Regions from separate parts of the Mus musculus genome. Here regions 2 and 3 are each linked to region 1. The links are chromatin contacts, called in public Hi-C and promoter capture Hi-C maps. All regions are on one chromosome and are shown on one strand. The core of a region is the stretch at or near the end of the contact, and the rest is flanking DNA. Distances in the headings are between cores, read along the strand shown. Region 1 holds the start of Rbm8a (RNA binding motif protein 8a). Region 2 holds the start of Gpr89 (G protein-coupled receptor 89). Region 3 holds the start of H3c15 (H3 clustered histone 15).

What was found. Promoter capture Hi-C pulls out the DNA fragments that hold promoters and counts their contacts. A called contact is a pair of places that touch in the nucleus more often than the background predicts.
Region 2: a Hi-C map of natural killer cells shows a contact between it and region 1, with 4 times the contacts expected there. The contact joins the promoter of Gpr89 here to the promoter of Rbm8a in region 1. A contact is called at or near these places in 10 of 484 Hi-C or Micro-C datasets (CD4 T cells, LSK cells, embryonic stem cells and 2 more), 1 of 115 datasets of contacts at active chromatin or transcription factors (effector CD8 T cells) and 2 of 9 other capture datasets (adipose tissue and pancreatic islet).
Region 3: a contact with region 1 is called in a promoter capture Hi-C map of pre-B cells. The contact joins the promoter of H3c15 here to the promoter of Rbm8a in region 1. A contact is called at or near these places in 3 of 39 promoter capture datasets (cranial neural crest, hippocampal neurons and pre-B cells) and 3 of 9 other capture datasets (adipose tissue, liver and pancreatic islet).

The regions. Positions count from the first base shown.
Region 1 is chr3:96,628,495-96,631,744 of GRCm38.p6, reverse strand. Rbm8a (RNA binding motif protein 8a) reads right to left here and starts at 1,817. Exons shown (of 6, transcript NM_001102407.1): 1 at 1,717-1,817; 2 at 1,384-1,443; 3 at 1,191-1,268; 4 at 743-879; 5 at 177-313; 6 at 1-56. The coding sequence starts at 1,783. The coding sequence ends at 11. It also overlaps the pseudogene 6330549D23Rik.
Region 2 is chr3:96,903,573-96,907,056 of GRCm38.p6, reverse strand. It overlaps Gpr89 (G protein-coupled receptor 89), which reads left to right and starts at 1,759. Exons shown (of 14, transcript NM_026229.4): 1 at 1,759-1,875. The coding sequence starts at 1,834.
Region 3 is chr3:96,237,498-96,240,873 of GRCm38.p6, reverse strand. H3c15 (H3 clustered histone 15) reads left to right here and starts at 1,747. Exons shown (of 1, transcript NM_054045.4): 1 at 1,747-2,395. The coding sequence starts at 1,933. The coding sequence ends at 2,343. H2ac19 (H2A clustered histone 19) reads left to right here and starts at 500. Exons shown (of 1, transcript NM_178212.3): 1 at 500-1,095. The coding sequence starts at 624. The coding sequence ends at 1,016.

The DNA of each region.
Region 1 (3,250 bases), core at 568-3,067:
AGAGGATTTATCAACGGCGTCTCCGGTCTGGACTCCTGCTTCGTCTTCGGCCTCCTCTAAGAAAATGAAAAAACAGAAGGGGAATATCAGAGATCTAATACTGAATCCTTATTTATCTTGCTCATGTTCCCTTTACTAAGATAAATAAATGTACAACCCCCATCCCTTCATCTTACCTCCTCTTGCCCTTTGGTGGTCCACGAACAAAACACCAGTCCACACTGATTGGCTGCCCCATCAAATCTTGACCATTTAGTCCTTCCATGGCAGCCTGAGCCTCTTTGTATGTTTCATATTCAACTAGAGTATACCCCTAGGGGAGCATATAAAAGTATCAAAGCTTAGCCAGGCGTCACACACACACTTTTAATTCCAGCATTAGAGAGGCAGAGTCCAGCCTAGTCTACAAAGTGAGCCCAGGACAGCTAGGGCTCTGTTATACAGAGAAACCCTGTCTCAAGACAAACAAACAAACAACAAAAAGTATCAGAATTTTACTTCACCAACCAAGTACTCTTTTCCTTAAACCAGAAATGCATAGTTACAAGAAAAATTTCGCAGCTATACACCACATATCCCCATTATATACACAAACATGCTCATTCTGTTTCTGTCTCTTTCATGTGGGTAACAAAATCAATTTCCAATGTCATTTCACTTCCTACCTGTGCTTGATCAACTCACAAAAACAACATAATCAATGTATCTAAGAGTTGTAAGTGAGGGAAGCAAGAAAATCTACCTTCAAGTATCCCGTGCGCCTGTCCAAATTAAGGTGAATATTTTTTATTTCCCCATATTCAGCGAATTTGTCATGGATATCTTCTTCAGTGGCTTCTTCGTGGACTCCAGTGACAAAGAGAATCCAACCTTCAACAGCTGTTGGGTAGGGAAAGTGTTGTATGAACATGTAAGCTAAAAAGCCCAGTATTCAGGAGGCAGAGGCAGGCAGATTTGTGAGTTTGAGGCCAACCTGGTCTACAAAAAGAGTTTCAGGACAGCCAGGGCTTAACAGAGAAACCCTGTATCCAAAACAACAACAACAAAAAAACCCAAAACCAAACAAACTAAAAAAGAAAAATTCTGAAAAGAACCTACAATAAGCAATTTTCTGAGACTGGTTAAACAACTCTTTACTTTGCATTTGAGTGCCAGTGCACACAGACTCCCCATAGGTCCTATTTACTTACAGCGCTGTGGTCCAGGTTCATCGCCGTCCTGCTCCACACTGTCGTAATCCTCCCGCATCCGCGCTCGGGACCCCTCTTCTAAAAGAATTCATACCAGATCACCGAAAACTGTCCTCCAAATGTGTCCCCCTCACACTCCCAAATTCGCGGGCTTCTGCCTCTTAGACCACTCTACCCTATTCCCCACACTCACCGGAGCCAAAGCCGCGGCCCTTCCGTTTCTTTGCTTTTTCTTTTAGTTTGTGGATGCTTTCTAGAGTTCCAGGTGAGAAAATAAGAAGCAACAAAAATAAGAGTCATTTGAAAAAAAAAACAAAAAAAACCTGTCGCGTTTCCTAGACTATCTGGAAGCTTCGACACAGACTCCAGCTTCAGTCCCTTCCCAGTTCCGCCCCTAATTCCTTTCCCAAGGGGGAGGAGTCTATCTTTTCAGACCCAGTTCGTGGGGTGACGTCCCAGGAAAATTTCTACTGCATTCCCCTCTCGCACCTTCCCCTCTTCCCGCAGTCGCCTCCACTCTCCTCACCGTCCCCATCCTCATCCATGGCGAAATCTTCGCCCCCCGCCTCGTGAAGATCCAGCACGTCCGCCATCTTGCTTCTCTCGGCGCTTTCTGAGTCTCTAGAAGCTAAGCACCTCGGGAAGCTGTCGCAGAAGAAAAACGTCACGAGTTAGGCTGACCAATTAAAGGTTGCCTCCAAGTCCCGCCCTCGGCGCGGTGAAAATTCGCCAATGTAGGCGGCCCCACTATGAAGCGCTAGAAACGTCCAGCACTCTGGGACCCCGATGGAGCTCTGCGAGTATGAGGCCGTAGGCTACATGGTTTGTGATTGTGTTTTGTTTTCTTTTCTTTTGAGGCAGGGTCTCTCTATATAGCCCTAGCTGGGCTCGAAGTTACAGATATCCAACTATATTCCCCTTCCACATGCTGCTGGGATTAAAAGCCTGTGCTACCACGCCGGGCTCCAAGGCTACAGAATGAGACCCTTTCTCAAAAACATAAAAAGTAAAATAAAGTGGTTTCGGAAGTTCTACAGCCAAGTTGATCAGGTAGATTGAAGGTCCGGAGCGCAGCCGCGTTGGGGCAAATTTAAAGGGTGAGTGAAGTCAGTGACTTTCTCATAAAACTTTCAACTAGCAAGAAATCCTTTGATACATATCTACATATATGGGTTTATTGAAATGACTTACGGGCTGCAGTCCAGCTAATTGGAGAATAACTAGATGTGTCCAGAAAGTCGAAGAATCTAGTATTTGCTTAGTTCCACAAGGCTGGATGTCTCAGCTGGTCTAGAATCCAGAAAAAGTAGGCTCCAGTGCCGGTGAAGAAACGGACTTATGAGCAAGGCAAAGTGCAAAAGTTTCCTTCATCCATGTTTTTATATAGGCTTCAGCAAAAGGTGTGGCCCAGGTTAAAGGTGTGCCTGCCCGCTTTAATCCCAGCACTTGGGAGGCAGAGGCAGGCAGCTTTCTGAGTTCGAGGTCAGCCTGGTCTACAGAGTGAGTTCCAGGACAGCCAGGGCTACACAGAGAAACCCTGTCTCCAAAAACAAAAACAAAACAAACAAACAAAAGATTAAAGAAAAGCCTGTGTCTTCCTGCCTCTAGATGTAGCTCAGAGGTGTTCTTTCCTACCTAAAGTCTGGACTAGAAGTGGATCTACCCACTCCACCAAACAGAAAATCACAGGTGTGCCCCTCATTTCTGGATTTGTAGTTCATTCCAGAGAGAGTAAGCCTGACAACTGAGAAGAACCATCTCAGGTGTTTTTGTTTTTGTTTTTTTTCTTTTCAATACAGGGTTTCTCTGTGTAGCTCTGGGTGTCCTGGAACTCACTCTGTATTTCGAGGCTGTCCTCGATCTCAGAAATCCGCCTGTCTCTGCCTCCCAAGTGCTGGGATTAAAGGCATGTGCCACCACTTCCCCGCTCAGGTGGTTTTTTTTGTTTGTTTATTTTTTATTTATTTGAGTACACTGTAGCTGTCTTCAGACACATTAGAAGAGGGCATCAGATCCCATTACAGATGGTTGTAAACCACTATGTGGTTGCTGGGATTTGA
Region 2 (3,484 bases), core at 510-3,009, 280 kb before region 1:
TCAGAACAATCCCTAGTGTTGCTTTCACGTATCAATCCCAACTTACATATTCAATTTTAAATTTCATCTCTGTGTGTGCTTACTTAAGTTCACAAATCCTATAGATCAAATTAGTTAGGCATAATAATTATACAAGTACAATTTCCCAGTGTCCTCCACTATCCCACAGCTTTGAATGACAGTTGAGTGCCACATTGTAGGCAGCTATCTGCTTCCCTGAGAGATGGGACCAGGAACACAGAGTTCTGTGATTTAAGAGACTCTCATGGTAAGGCAGCCTCCACAGCTCCCTGGCACTCTGGTACAGGTATTTGGTATTTGATATGTAGTTTGTGCTGTGTGCTATCTGGTTTTATGTCAATTTGACACAACCTAAAGTTATCTAAGAAGAAGGAAACTCAATTGAGAAAAATGCCTCCATAAGATTGGACTGGAAGCAAAATTGTAGAGCATTTTCTTAATTAGTGATTGGTGATAGAAGGCCCAGTCTATTGTGGGTGTTGCCATGTCTGAGTTATACACATATGAAGCAGGCTGAGCAAGCCACAAGTAAGCCAGTAAGCAACACACACACACACACACACACACACACACACACACACACACCCATTGCCTCTGCATCAGCTCCTGCCTCAGGATCCCTGCCCTGTTTGAGTTCCTGTCATGACTTCCCTCAAAAGGGAACTACAGTGTGAAAGTGTAGGCTGAAATAAACCCTTTTCTCCCCAACTTGTTTTCGGTCATGGTGTTTCAACACAGCAATAGTAGCCCTAACTAGGACAGGCTGCTTGGTAAGACAGGCTTCAGATCAAAGGAACAGGGGTCTTTCTTTATGTGTGGCAACCTGGGGGAATGTTCTTGTTTATTTATATTATAATCTGAGCACTCACTTTCTAGATACCAGCATCCCCTGCAACATACACTTGCACCCTTACAAGCCTTGACTGTAACTAGTCTTTACAATAAGACTAGCTAGGGTTCTAGTGGGAAAAGTCTAAGTCCCATTGTAGTATATTAAGCCTTCATAAATGGAGTATCTAATGGAAGGAATTATAATTCACTTTGTAGTTGAGCCACAGCCACTCAGACTGTGTTGGGAAGGGGGAAACTACTTTCTAACATAGCCCACCTTTAAGACTCCTACGTAATTATTATTTTGAATTAAAATCTGTCTTCATGTAATTTCTCGTCCTTTGGCCTAATACTCCACACCCTAAAGCGCCAACTATAATGGCGGTCTCATTAGAGTCCAATGAGTGCACACTCTTATAAGCCGTGTGCTTTTGACGTTATCATATCAGAAATTTACTTAGCTATGTTTGAGAAGACTCTTACGTTCCTGTCCACCATCCTTTCGCTTATAGATGTCACACTGCTTTTTAAACCAAGTAAAATCTGTAACATCTGCAACACACTACTTGACTTAAAGCCTCACTCGCTATGTTAACTTATTTTTACTTTCTGCCGTGTTGGGAATGTCACTGAGGACCTCGCACAACTCTCACCCCAGTGTTTCTAGCTATGAAAAATATAAAAATAATTTCATTATATTTAATGGCAGTGCCACTTAAAGCAAATGTTACCTCTCCTCACCTCCTTGTGCCTACTAAGAAGAAACACATCTGCTTTGAGTCTACCCAGCGGCTTCCAGCCCTGCCCACCCTCACCTTCCAGGCAAACGGAGAATGCGGCCGCTGATTGGCTGGCTAGGGCGCATCTTGATGACGTAAGCACGCGCCAGGCCAGGCCGCCTACCACAGCAGGTGGACAGGTCTTAAGCCGCGGCTTCTCTGAGGGGTAGACAGCTGGGCATGGGCCTCCCGAGGCTTCGCCATGAGCTTCCTGATCGACTCCAGCATCATGATCACCTCCCAGGTGAGCCTTGGGAGAACCTGGATTTGCTCAGCCCGCTCCCTTGCCCGGGTGGCGAAGGCTGACGTGTGGTGCTGTCACTCACCTAGCGTGCGTCCCCAGACTCTGGGGAGGGCCTGGCTGGCCCCAGCGCTGAGCCGGTGCCATGCGGGGGTCAGTACCCACGGCGCCCCGAGGCTTCCGGGCAGCTCCGCGGACCACGGAGCCTGGAGAAGCTTGGCTCCCGGCGGGAGGCCCACGGCAGCGTGCCTACCAGGGCTGAGGACCGGGACGGGTATGGGCTTTGCAGGATCCGGGTGCTGACACGTTTGCCTCCGCGAGGTCCAAGTCTGAGCTTTCCTTTGTGCAGTGACACCTCATCTTTCGTTCTCTGGTTGCTGTTCACTCTTTGCGGGTCGCGGTCGACCCACGTTTTCTTCTCACTTGGCCACCTCTATCTACCGTTAAACAAAACCGAAGAAGTATAAACCACTGGCAAGTTCTGCTCGCTTCGTCTAGTGAGCCTCTTGCTTTTCCCATCAGTCGTGTCTCTCCAGGGTTTCCTCCCACCCCACCCCAAGTGTTTATGATAGCCCTGATATCATGTATGTATTTATGTGCATAGCCATGTACCCACTTTCAAATGCAAGCACTCACTAAGCAACTGCAGACGCTTCTTTGCTTGCATTATCGCTCTCACCCCGCATCTTTCCAGTAAAAGATTTTTTTTTCTCTTCATCGCATCCAAATGGCAAGGGAAAGAAACAGTTCCCCTGAGGGACGTAAGTGAGGTACATCCTTGAATTTAGGGTTTGTGCAGCTGCATCCCAATGCTTCCCTCAGCAGAGCATTGCCCTCACCTCTTGAAAACGTCGGTAACAACACTTAAGAAAATGTAAAACAAGAAAAAGCCAACCCATTTCACCACTCTAATACAGTAACCATTTTTCCCTTTTCAAAATTAATACCTTTCAAGTACATTTGACTGCTTTTGTTGCTAGCATAGTGTTCAAATCTGTAAATACACAAAACTCTGGACACTCTGCCTTCTGCTTCAAATCTCTCTGCGCCTCCCCTGTTGTCCTTGATAATGACACAGAGTGGCTTTCAGCCTTACTACCAATTCAAGAAAAAAAAAAACATTTAAGTTTTAAGAGTTTTTCCCCCCACAGGTAAATATAAATGTCCATTCCCAGCTTGTTAAAGAGTACAAAAATAAGAGTATAATTAGAAAATTTCCATGCACTTTCACCTGTGAGATTAACATGAACATAATTCAAAAGTTCCCAAGAATATGGCTTTCTAAACTTTTATGCCTTAAATTTATAATCTTTAACTTTTACAAATATATCCACATGAAATATTAAATTTAACCAACCAAAGTGCTGAAATCTAAAACCCAAACAATCCTTTGCGTCAAATGTTCCCTGTCTTTATATGTTTTGGGGCTACTTTGCCATCATTGAGGTGTTAATTAAATGAAAATGTCACCACAGGGAGGCGTAACTTGTCCCCTATCAATAACCAAAGGGGCCTTTCATTCCAGCCACTTTCTTTCTCATGTATGTTTTATTTTCCTTCCCCATGAAATCCAAGATAGTATCTTTCTTACTCTCTCTTGTATTCCCTAGCA
Region 3 (3,376 bases), core at 498-2,997, 390 kb after region 1:
AAATAATTTTAGTAAACCCCAGGCGAACTGTACTTGGTCTTTTCAAGCACTCTCAGATGTGTATGGATTAAGAAAATAACCTTTAAATTTAACGATTTTAAAGTAAGGCTCCCAGCGATAAACGCTTAAAATGAAACAAGTAGGTTTTACACTGTTTCAAGTAGAAAAATAAAGAGGCTATGAGAATTATCCGCTACTCCTTAGGTATAAAAAACTAAATTTCCAGTATTCCTCGAAGGAAAACCTACACTTAAGTAAGTGATTAACTCAGGCCCTCTTGGATGCAGGGCACACTTTGCCAGCTTCCAGAGCAGGAGAAACAGCGAGCAAGCCCAGCCGCCCGGCGACCCGCGGAGTGTCGCAACGACGGCCGCACGCAAATGAAGCCACCGAGCACGCGCGTCGTGATTCGCGCGTTCCAGGGCGGCGCCGGGGCGAGGGAGCCGGTCTTATGTAAATGAGAGGCTTCTGTCCGCGCGCTCCTATTGGCCACGGCGTCAGGACGCGTGTGAGCCAATGAGAGCGTCGGGCGGACAATCGGGTCTGCGTCTATAAAAGGGTGAGGCGTCGGCGCCGGAGTACCGTTTCCTGGTTGTGGCCGTTCGTCTGTTTGCGCTTTCGTGATGTCCGGTCGTGGCAAGCAAGGAGGCAAGGCCCGCGCCAAGGCCAAGTCGCGGTCTTCCCGGGCCGGGCTACAGTTCCCGGTGGGGCGTGTGCACCGGCTGCTGCGCAAGGGCAACTACGCGGAGCGTGTGGGTGCCGGCGCGCCGGTATACATGGCGGCGGTGCTGGAGTACCTAACGGCCGAGATCCTGGAGCTGGCGGGCAACGCGGCCCGCGACAACAAGAAGACGCGCATCATCCCGCGCCACCTGCAGCTGGCCATCCGCAACGACGAGGAGCTCAACAAGCTGCTGGGCAAAGTGACGATCGCGCAGGGCGGCGTCCTGCCCAACATCCAGGCCGTGCTGCTGCCCAAGAAGACGGAGAGCCACCATAAGGCGAAGGGCAAGTGAGGCCACTGCTCGCGTCGGCCCGCGTCTCTGTGATATAACCCCCGCGAGCTCCTAAAAAGGCTCTTTTCAGAGCCACCCACTGAATCAGATAAAGAGTTGTGTCACGGTAGCCGGTCTTGGTGGCCTTTCCTGGCCCTGCCCCAAAAGTAAGAGTGTCGTGTCCTCTGCTTCCTTGCCCATCCTGCCCGTGGTTCCCCCTGGTAGTTAGTCTGTTGTCGCTCTTTGGTTCATGCCCTGCCTCGGCGGAGCGGATACGCGGTTCTCGCTGACCGTCCCAAGCATTTAGCCCCTATCTGCCCACACCCTTGTCCTACACAACACTGTCCCTCACTCAGCGTCCACCCGCCTGACCCTTCCCAGGACTAAGACTCAACTAGGACGTCTAGGCCAATCTAGACATAAGTCGCAGTCAGCCGCGCTCTCGTCCGGTCCTTGGGGAATGTCTAGGAGGAGGAGGTGTCCCGCGAGGACTGGACGCGGCCGGCTCTAGGGATCATGGGGGACTGGGGCTGGGACTGTGGCTGTGGCTGGGCGGTGCTGCACAAACACTAGATTAGTTCTGCCCTGGGACTTTGGGCGGCGGGCGGGGGCGCGCGAGCTCCTCTTGGGCAGAGCCGGGACCCGCCCTCTACGGGCAGCTGCCAGACGTGGCTCCACCCTCGCAGAACGTTGGCAAGTGGACCGGGCGCGGGGCTGGACGTGGGGGGCGGGTGGGGGCGGGTCAGGTGGCGTGGCGGGCCCGAGCCAATGGGCGAGGTCGGGGCCGGTGACGCCACGGCCAATGGCGCGGCAGCGCGGGAGTTTCAAGTCGCTGTCTCCGCCCCGCCGCGGGGAAGACTGCGCCTATAAAGGCGGCCGGCTCGGGCCGGTATCAGGTCCCCGAGTGCTCCTCGTTTGGGTGTCTTCCGTCTTCGCCATGGCCCGTACGAAGCAGACTGCCCGCAAGTCCACCGGCGGCAAGGCCCCGCGCAAGCAGCTGGCCACCAAGGCCGCCCGCAAGAGCGCCCCGGCCACGGGCGGCGTGAAGAAGCCGCACCGCTACCGGCCCGGCACCGTGGCGCTGCGGGAGATCCGGCGCTACCAGAAGTCGACCGAGCTGCTGATCCGCAAGCTGCCGTTCCAGCGCCTGGTGCGCGAGATCGCGCAGGACTTCAAGACGGACCTGCGCTTCCAGAGCTCGGCCGTCATGGCGCTGCAGGAGGCGAGCGAGGCCTACCTGGTGGGGCTGTTCGAGGACACCAACCTGTGCGCCATCCACGCCAAACGCGTCACCATCATGCCCAAGGACATCCAGTTGGCCCGCCGCATCCGTGGGGAGCGCGCTTAAGCGCCCTGTCTCCCATCCATTCCCCACAAAGGCTCTTTTCAGAGCCACCACAGCTTCCCGGAAAGAGCTGTTTACTTCGCTTAGAGCTTTGTCCGCACATTATCCCGCTCCATAGCTCTAGGTTGGTATCTGACTTATACCTGTTATGTCTACATAATGGTTGCTTTCAAGGAAGGTTTGAATGCCCTTAGTGTAAGTTGTTTAACGTTAATTGCGGTCTTATTCAGACTCCTAGCTTGTTAACCCGAAGTAGGTTCACCACCTCAGTCTAAGGGGAGGGGATAATCTTACGGAGGGTTGGGGCTTGGTGGATACTATGTAATGTTCCTACCCAGCTGGAGCAGAGAAGGCTTTGTAAGTAGCTGAAGGCTGAGATCTAGCTTACAGCTCATAATTACATCACCAGACTTCTGGACGACTGAAGATTATTGTTGCTCATTTAATGCAATGTCTGAGGCTTACGGGGCTCAACGTCGGTGGTAAGTGGACTATGAGTAATATCCAGTGATAAAGCTTTGTTCTCTAACACTTGATTAGAAGACCTGCTAGCTACTTGGGATTCAGCATTTATTGCTATGATATGGTTCAATGGCAATTGGGTAGTTTTTCCTCTTACTCCTATTAATTTACTTCAAAATGACAACTCCATTCCCCCCTTCCCACTTTGGCAGGCACCTTTCTGGACCGAAATACACTGGATATCAAAGGGGAATCCCTTTACAATTCCTTAGCGTGAGGACAGTCTTTGCAGGGGTGGGTGTCGGACCTGAGACTCAAGAGCACAGTAAATACCTTATGGAGATCACTGTCATGGACCTTCCTTTCGGTTTCTGCCGGAAACTTCCAGAGAGCAAACTAGCAATAGTTAAAGCTGTGTGGAGACAGCCCATTTGTCCCCAGCATCTTACTGAGCTTTGCCTCAAAGGTTGGGCCCAAAAGTTCTTAGAACTAAGTGATTTTGGTCCATCAAAGCTCTTAGTGGCTAAGCAGACCCCCTCAGCATGCAAATTTACTCCATGAGTTGAAACTAAGG